Linked DNA regions of Ovis aries: region 2 is linked to region 1. Evidence: chromatin contacts called from public Hi-C data. All regions are on one chromosome and are shown on one strand. The core of a region is the stretch at or near the end of the contact, and the rest is flanking DNA. Distances in the headings are between cores, read along the strand shown. Region 1 holds the start of DDX55 (DEAD-box helicase 55). Region 2 holds the start of OGFOD2 (2-oxoglutarate and iron dependent oxygenase domain containing 2).

The links. Hi-C and Micro-C count contacts between places; a contact is called where the count stands out from the background.
Region 2: a contact with region 1 is called in a Hi-C map of hypothalamus, with 4 times the contacts expected there. The contact joins the promoter of OGFOD2 here to the promoter of DDX55 in region 1. A contact is called at or near these places in 2 of 16 Hi-C or Micro-C datasets (hypothalamus and liver).

Annotation. Positions count from the first base shown.
Region 1 is chr17:52,117,313-52,121,782 of ARS-UI_Ramb_v3.0, reverse strand. DDX55 (DEAD-box helicase 55) reads left to right here and starts at 2,357. Exons shown (of 12, transcript XM_042234557.2): 1 at 2,357-2,496. The coding sequence starts at 2,389.
Region 2 is chr17:52,597,885-52,602,354 of ARS-UI_Ramb_v3.0, reverse strand. It overlaps OGFOD2 (2-oxoglutarate and iron dependent oxygenase domain containing 2), which reads left to right and starts at 2,352. Exons shown (of 5, transcript XM_060401131.1): 1 at 2,352-2,596; 2 at 3,455-3,511.

The DNA.
Region 1 (4,470 bases), core at 1,108-3,607:
ACAGACAGCAGCCCACCAGGCTCCCCTCTCCCTGGGATTCTCCAGGCAAGAACACTGGAGTGGGCTGCCATTTCCTTCTGCAGTGTATGAAAGGGAAAAGTGAAAGTGAAGTTGCTCAGTTGTGTCCAACTCTTAGCGACCCCATGGACTGCAGCCTACCAGGCTCCTCCGTCCATGGGATTTTCCAGGCAAGAGTACTGGAGTGGGGTGCCATTGCCTTCTCCAGCAATTTACAGTATTACTCCCATTTACTCATACTTTGGCCACGTCATGTGAACAGTTGATTCATTGGAAAAGAACTTGATGCTGGGAGGGATTGGGGGCAGGAGGAGAAGGGGACGACAGAGGATGAGATGGCTGGATGGCATCACCGAGTTGATGGACATGAGTTTGTGAAGACTCCAGGAGTTGGTGATGGACAGGGAGGCCTGGCGTGCTGCAATTCACAGGGTCCCAAGGAGTCGGACACGACTGAGTGAACTGAACTGAAAATATCTGGGTGACTGCCTGGTGCTACCAGTTGTAGTCACTGAAATAAAATAGAGGAAAATCCCCTTTATCCAACTTTTAGTGGGGGAGATGAGCCTAGTCATATAAATTATATGGCATATTAATAATGTGTTATGGGGGAAAGTGAAAAAGGGCAAATAGTTTTAGTGATTATGAAGGGAAGGCATCACTGGTGACATTTCAAAAGTCCTTATGGATGTAGGGAGCAAGACAAGCTGAAGATACGGGCCCAAGGCATAATAGTCTTAACCGAAACACAGTTGTGTCTGACTCTGCGACCCCATGGACTGTAACCCACCCAGGCTCCTCCATCCATGGAGTATTCTAGGTAAGAATACCAGAGTGGGTTGACATTTCCTCTTCCAGAGGAGCTTCCTGATCCAGGGATGGAACCCAGGTCTCCCCCATGTGGGCAGACTCTTTACTGTCTGACCCACCAGTGAAGCCCAAAGGCGAGTTCTTAACCACCAGACCACCAGGGAAGTCCCTGACTGGAGTGGGTTGCCCTGCCCTCCTCCAGGGGATCTTCTGTATCCATGATAGAACTCGGGTCTCCTGCCCTGCAGGCAGATAACTTCACCGTCTGAGCCACTAGGGAAGCCCAGCCACTGGCAAGGCCCAACATTCAGAAAACTAAGATCATGGCATCTGGTCCCATCACTTCATGGGAAATAGATGGGGAAACAGTGGAAACAGTGTCAGACTTTCTTTTTGGGGGCTCCAAAATCACTGCAGATAGTGACTGCAGCCATGAAATTAAAAGATGCTTACTCCTTGGAAGGAAAGTTATGACCAGCCTAGACAGCATATTGAAAAGCAAAGACATTACTTTGCCAACAAAGGTCCATCTAGTCAAGGCTACGGTTTTTCTAGTGGTCATGTATGGATGTGAGAGTTGGACTGTGAAGAAAGCTGAGCGCCAAAGAATTGATGCTTTTGAACTGTGGTGTTGGAGAAGACTCTTGAGAGTCCCTTGGACTGCAAGGAGATCCAACCAGTCCATTCTAAAGGAGATCAGTCCTGGGTGTTCTTTGGAAGGACTGATGCTGAAGCTGAAACTCCAGTACTTTGGCCACCTCATGTGAAGAGCTGACTCATTGGAAAAGACTCTGATGCTGGGGAGGGACGGGGGCAGGAGGAGAAGGGGACGACAGAGGGTGAGATGGCTGGATAGCATCACCGACTCGATGGATGTTAGTTTGAGTGAACCCCGAGAGTTGGTGATGGACAGGGAGGCCTGGCGTGCTGCGATTCATGGGGTCGCAAAGAGTCGGACACGACAGACTGAACTGAACTGAACTGAACAGCTTCCTGAATCAGTTGTACACGTGCATGAAACAATCCAGTAGTGAACACAGGAATAAGATACAGTGTTCTTATTTAGGTCTCTGACCTAACTTCATGGAAGTAAATCAATATTTATTTTCTCCCAGGCAGTGGATCCGCACCATCAGTCTATTTGCCTATCTAGGGCTCCGGAATTGGGGTACATTTCTGTCCACTCCCTCCGGACCTACTGTCCTTTGGCCAGGATGCGGTGTTGTGCTGCCATCTGTCTCCGACTGGCGGGGACCTCCGACCGGCGGGGAGAGTGTGAGAGCCGGGGCAAAATCCCTCCCGCCCAAATGCCTGCTCGGTGTGGAAAGGCGCCCGGAGCCTAGGCGGTTGCACTGGACGAATGGCACTACTCCAGCCGGGTTCCCGCCGCCCGCTTTTATTCGCCAGAAGTCGGCTTTCCACTCTCCTGCTCCAAAGGTGCCTTTCCCGCCTTCCGGATCTTTGCGAAGGGAGTGCGGTTTCCGGGCGGCCGGCTTGGCGACCGGAAGCGGAAGTGCTCCCGGGAGGCGTCCGGGTAGTAGCTCGGTGGCTGAGCGCACCATGGAGCACGTGACGGAGGGTTCCTGGGAGTCGCTACCGGTGCCGCTGCATCCGCAGGTGCTGAGTGTCTTGCGGGAGCTCGGTTTTCCGTACATGACGCCGGTGCAGGTACTCGGCATAGGCCCTGGGGGAGGAGGGCCCTCGGTGCCAAGAGGGCAGGTTGGGAAAGGGAAATTCAGAGCTGGGACTTTTTTGTCATGTCGTCTTTCTGCTTCACCGACTTGGGTGATGCCTGGCTGGTTAATGATCGCCAGGCAGAGGCGGCAGGCGGCGGCGCTCCTGTACTAGGGTTTTCATAACAGCTCTCCTCCATCCGCTCTTAGGTGCTGGGACTTAAGTGCCTGGCTCGTATCCTACTCTTAAATTCGTATCTTGCTTTTAAGTACCTGGTTCGTATCCTGGCCCTGCCCTCTGTAGATCTGTGAGACCTTGAGCAAATGACTTAACCTCTCTGAGCTTCATTTCCTTTCCGTGTGAAATGACGAAAATAGTATTACCTAAGAATTGTTGTGAGGATTACCTAAGACAATGTTACGGACCCTCAGTAAATGTAACCTGTTGTCTTGTTATGTGGGCTAAGTGAAGTGTCTTGGTCCAGCTCACTCATTTATTCAAGCAGTTTCTCCAGGACAAATATCAGGTACTCTTTTAGACTTGGGATTTTGCAGTGTTGGTCCTGACTCACGGCCCTTGCTTTTTAATGCAGAAGAGAGAGAAGGGAGTAAAGAAATAAGGTAATTTCAGCTGGTGATCAGTGTTGTGGAGGAGACAGTGACAAGAAAGTACAGGGCAGAAGGTAAGATAAGAGAAGGCCTCTTGGAGGAGGTGTCTTTAAGCTGAAACCTGAATGAGAAGGAGGCCAAGGGATGACTGGAGGCAGGATATTCCAGCAAAGAGAAATGCCAGTACAAGTGGAATGAGCTTGGAGGAACAGAAAGGCCTTTGTGGCTGGGGCATCATGAGTAGCGTAAGAGATGAGCAAATTGAGGGCTGACCACGCAGGGTCTTACTTGTGGGATCTTGTATTTTATTCTGGATGTAGTGAGAAGCCGTCTTACATGGGAGGCTGCAGAAGAGAAGGGCCGTGACTGCTGTGTAGACAGTGGACTTTAGGGGAGTAAGAGAAGAAGCGAGGCCATCCACTAGGAGGCCGTTGTCAAGTTAGAGGTGATGGTGGCTTGGAATAGAGAGGAGGTTGTGGATATTGAGGAGTCGCTTTTGAGATAGCTTTCGGGTTGCTGAGGGACCAGATGTGGGGGTCAGGAAAGAGGAATCTAGAGGGACCCTGAGGTTTTTGTCTTTAGTGACTGGGTGATTGGTGGTGTTATTTACTAAGGTGAGGAAAGCTGGCAGGGGTAACAGCCTTCAAAGGGAAAATCTAGAGTCCTGTTTTGGAATGTTGAGATGTGTGTAGGCTCCTCAGGAAAGGTGTGGAGGAGGCAGGCAGTGCTGTGTGTCATGCCGTGGGACTGCTGGGCAGAGAGGACCCAATATTTGCCATTAGAGTCCATGGTCTCAGTGCTGTCCACTGTGGTAGCCACTCACATATGACTATTAAGAACACTTGAAACACGGTGAGTCCAAATTGAGATGTACTCTAAATATAAAAATCTATGATGGATTTTGAGGACTTAGCATGAAAGACAAATGAAAAATATCTCATTCATTTAAAAAATATTGCTTACACATCGAGCCGACAATATTTTGGATGATATTAGGTTAAATAAAATATAAATAAAAATTCATTTTGTCTATTTTTGCTTAAAAATTTATTTATTTATTCATTTGGCTACATCGGCTCTTTGTTGCATCATGCAGGATCCTTCACTGTGGGCACAGACTCCAGAGTGTGTGGGCTTTAGTAGCTGTGGTGTTCAGGCTTAGTTGTTCCACAGCATGTGGAATCTTAGTTTCCTGACCAGGGATCGAACCCAGGCCCCTGCATTGCAAGGCGAATTCTTAGCCACTGGACTACCAGGGGAGTCCCTCTTTTTACTTTTCTTAATGTGGCTACTAGATGAGTATGTGGCTCACATTATATTTCTTTTTTTTTTTTTAAAGTATAACTGATTTACAGTGTTG
Region 2 (4,470 bases), core at 1,103-3,602, 480 kb before region 1:
GGGATAGCTCCTACCTCAAGTTCCTACCTTGTTGTGAGGACTAAACAGCTTCCCTTTGTACATAGAATAAAATCCAAAATGGTACCAGTGGCCCAAAGATTTGGTCCAAATACAACCCTGGCCCTGTTCCCTATGACTCGCCCTCTTGTAGGCTTTTTTCTGTTCTTCAGGCACTCCAAGCTCAGCCCACTGCAAGGCCTTTGGGTTTACTGGGTTTATTAATATAAGTGTGTGATTGTGACTGTAATGTGGAATGTTGCGTGCACATAAAGGAGGGAGTGTTGGCGGTATGTGTGAGGGTGTGTGCACGTGTGATTTTGTGTGCATGTGTGTTAGCATGTAAGGCTGTGTTTGAGTGTGTGCAAGAGTGTGTGTGACTGTGGATGTGAGTGTGACCGTGTGAACCTGTGTGTACACAAGAGGAAAGGAAAGCAGAGTCATCAAGAAAATGCCAACAAAGGATTTCCCTGGCAGTCTGGTATTAGGTCTCCACGGTTCCACTGCAGGGAGCATGGGTTCGATCCCTGGTCAGGAACTGAGATCCTACAAGCTACACGGTAAGGTCAAAATGTTCATACTGTGGTAAACAGGGAACTCAAAGGGAAGACTGTTGGGTTCAGTCCCCATATATATATGTCCCTTACTGGGGAATGACATGGGGCAGGTCACTGCACCTCTCTGGGCTTCAGTTTCCCCATGTGTATGTGTGTTTAGTTGCTCAGTCCTGTTCGACTCTCTGTGACCCCATGGACTGTAGCCCACCAGGCTCCTCTTTTCGTGGGATTCTCAAGCCTAGAATACTGGGGTGGCCAGCCATTCCCTTCTGCAGGGCATATTCCTGACCCAGGGATCGAACCTGGGTCTCCTGAATTGCAGGTGGATTCTTCACTATGTGAGCTGACATGGAAGCCCCTTGCCCTTCTGTATCATGGTAATATAACAGTATCCAGCTCAAAGGTTTGCTGTAGGGATGAAAGGAGTTAAGGTGAGTGGTAGTAGACGTATTAGCTCAGGTCTGGTCGAGGTGGGGCTCAGCCAACAGTTGTCATCCATAGTCACTGTTTATCTGGGAAGTCTTAAAGCCCCAGAGCCTTCCTCCCCACCTCCATCCCAGCTTCATGCTGAACCGTGGAGGGAACTCTAGTGCAGGAAGTTCTACAGGTCAAGACTTCCTCCCCAGGTGTGCATCTTCGTTCTGCCAGCTTGGCAACATGACTGCCAGCCCAGCTTCTTCTCAGGGCTTTGCAGATTGGGACCTTGGGGGTGCATGGTGGATCATAATGGGGTTCCCAAGACAGAGTTATCATGTGAAATGCTGTGCTGGATGAAGCACAAGCTGGAATCAAGACTGCCAAGAGAAATATCAATAACCTCAGATATGCAGATAACACCCTTATGGCAGAAAGTGAAGAACTAAAGAGCCGCTTGATGAAAGTGAGAAAGTGAAAAAGTTGGCCTAAAACTGAACTTTCAGAAAACTAAGATCATGGCATCCAGTCCCATCACTTCATGGCAAATAGATGGGGAAACAATGGAAACAGTGAGAGAGTTTATTTGGGGGGGGGGGCTCCAAAATCACTGCAGATGGTGAGTACAGCCATGAAATTAGAAGACGCTTGCTCCTTGGAAGAAAAGCTATGACCAACATAGACAGCATATTAAAAAGCAGAGACATTACTTTGCCGACAAAGGTCCATCTAGTTAAAGCTATGGTTTTTCCAGTAGTCATATATGGATGTGAGAGTTGGACTATAAAGAAAGCTGAGCACTGAAGAACTGATGCTTTTGAACTGTGGTGTTGGAGTAGACTCTTGAGAGTCCCTTGGACAGCACGGAGATCAGTCAATCCTAAAGGAAATCAGTCCTGAAGGACTGATGCTGAAGCTGAAACTCCAATACTTGGGCCACCTGATGCGAAGAACTGACTCACTGGAAAAGGCCCTGATGCTGGGAAAGATTGAAGGCGGGAGGAGAATGGGAAGACAGAGGATGAGACGGTTGGGTGGCATCACTGACTGGATGGACATACATGAGTTTGAACAAGCTCGAGGAGTTGGTGGTGGACAGGGAAGCCTGGCGTGCTGCAGTTCATGGGGTCGCAGAGTCAGACAGGACTGAGCGACTGAACTGGAGTAAACTGAAGACAGAGTTGCGTGTACTGTGATTGGGTCTCCGCGAGGTTGCGGGGCACGCTCTATCAAACAGAAACATACTCATCTCACACTTGGCTGTGCAGAACTTGAACCTGGTTGCGCGGGCTGCGGCCACAACCGACCACACCCTATTTCTCCCCTCACACCTGAATCCTTGAGGAGAGCCACCGGAAGTCTCGCCGGACGGAGCCCTCTCTTGGAGACACTCTATGGGGCACTCCGCGGCGAATCCTAAGAAACCCGGGCGTAGGCATCGGGAGCGCCGGACAGGGACCGGGATGAATGCTAAACCCAAGCTCAGACGCACAAAACTAGAGCTCAGTTGGAGCAAAATCGGACCCCAAGGCTCCAACTCTCCTCGTGACGTCAGCTGGTCCGCTAAAAGCTCCTAGCAGAAAAAGGAGGCAGCGCGTTTAAGCCGAAGGTCTTGGAATTCCGTGAAGGTATGACTCAGGTTCACCTATCTGTAAAGAGGATGATTAATCCCCGCCTCGCGGATGGAGAAACTGTGAAGCAGCAGCCCATTAGGCTGGCGTGCTCTTAGCCGACGCTGCCAGTCTCATTCCTGCCTGGAAGTATCTTTCTGCACCGCAGACCGTTTCCTGGGGCGGAGTCTTCGTTCTTTTCTGAACATGGGAATTTAGAACGGACCCTTAGCCGCTGGTTTCAAACAGCGCCCCTGCCCAGCTGGGGGCGTACCCGGAAGTGTTCCTACGGTAGCCGGCGGGGCATTGCAACGCTTCTCACCATGGGGACCGCAGCGGCTCCCCGGCGCTTCTGCCGCTGCGCTTGCTTTTGCTCAGAGAACTTGTACGTGGCGCGCTACGGGCTGCACGTGCGCTTCCGGAGCGAACAGCAGCTGCGCCAGGACTACGAGCCCGTGAGTGGCCTCTATTGGCTCTGCGGGAAAACGAGCTGGGAGCGGTGGTGGAGGAGGGACCTCAGTCCCCGGGGTCGTTTACTTTGCCTTTGGCCCACTCAGATCGGACGAGAAGATTGACTTAACCTCTAGCTGCCTCTCTTATTTTCCACCTCAAATGGCGATCATGGTATCGCTTTAGTGAGACTGTCGTTAGAAATCAGTGAATGAACTACATGTAAAGTGCTCAGGGCAGGGCCTGGCTGAGTACTCTGTTATTAACAAGAGCCGCTGCTGTGTGCTTAACATGCTAATCACATTTCATTTTTATGATCCTGTGATCGGATCATCTTCATTTCAAGGTGGAGAAGCTGAGGCTCAGAGACCTTAAGAGACTTGCCCCAGGTCACACCATCATGCTTACTGGTTTTTCTGCTCTCAGATCCTGCGCAGCAGAGGCTGTGTCAGCCCTAAAGACTTCCAGCAGCTGTTGGGAGAGGTAACACACCCCACCCTCCACCGCCTCCTCTGCACCCAGCCCGGCCCTTCCTGTTTAGATTTGGGTCAGCAGCTTGAGGGGTCTCCCGGCCTCAGGTCTGCCAGTGTCTGATCCCAGAAGGGCTCCTTTGACCTCCCCTTACCTCCTTCCTGTCCCTACTTACCACAGCACCTGGGTGCCGGCACCAGGAAAAGAGAAAGCAGGGAAAATGCCAAGTTGTCTGCTTTGTGCTCTTTTGAGATGAGAAACTTGCACTGAAGGGGAGGAGTCACCTACTCAAGGTTTCACACCAGGTGCCACCTGGCTCCTGACTCTTCATTCTCCCCTCCACACCACTTCTGCCACTGCTGCTCGTCTCCCATGGTGGGGTGGTGTTAAGTGTCGAGAAGCTTCCTAGGACAGCCATCTGCAGCCTCTGGAACACAAGACTTAACCAGGACTCTGTTTCTCCTCCTTGGTTGGGCCTAGCTGGTGAAGGTGCAGCGATAGGTCTCAATCCAGCCAAACTGGTGCAGCCCTCAGTGGGATGGGCCCCCTTCTGGAAGGAATCCCCTTCAACTAACGGTGTAACACCTGCCATTTACCCTGGCATAGTCAGGAACATAGGAAGACTGGGCTTCCAGCTCTGGCCTTTCCTTGAGCTTCCTGAGCCTGTTTCCTCATCTGTACGATGGCCTTGGGAGGGATGGGAGGCCCCATTCTGGTAACCAGGCCCTGTGTCACCCCAGCTTGAGCAGGAGGTGGAGCGGCGGCGGCGGCTGGGGCCGGAGTCGGCTGCCAGGAAAGCCCTCATTGCCAGCTCCTACCGCCCAGCACGGCCAGAGGTCTACAACTTGCTGCAGGTACCTGGCAGGGGGCAGGTTACTGGAAGGAGGTGGAGGCATCCGGGCCTGGGGGCTGTCTGCCCCATGGCTGGTGTGTTCTGCCCCCAGGAGGCCACTTTGGCCCCCGAATTTCTG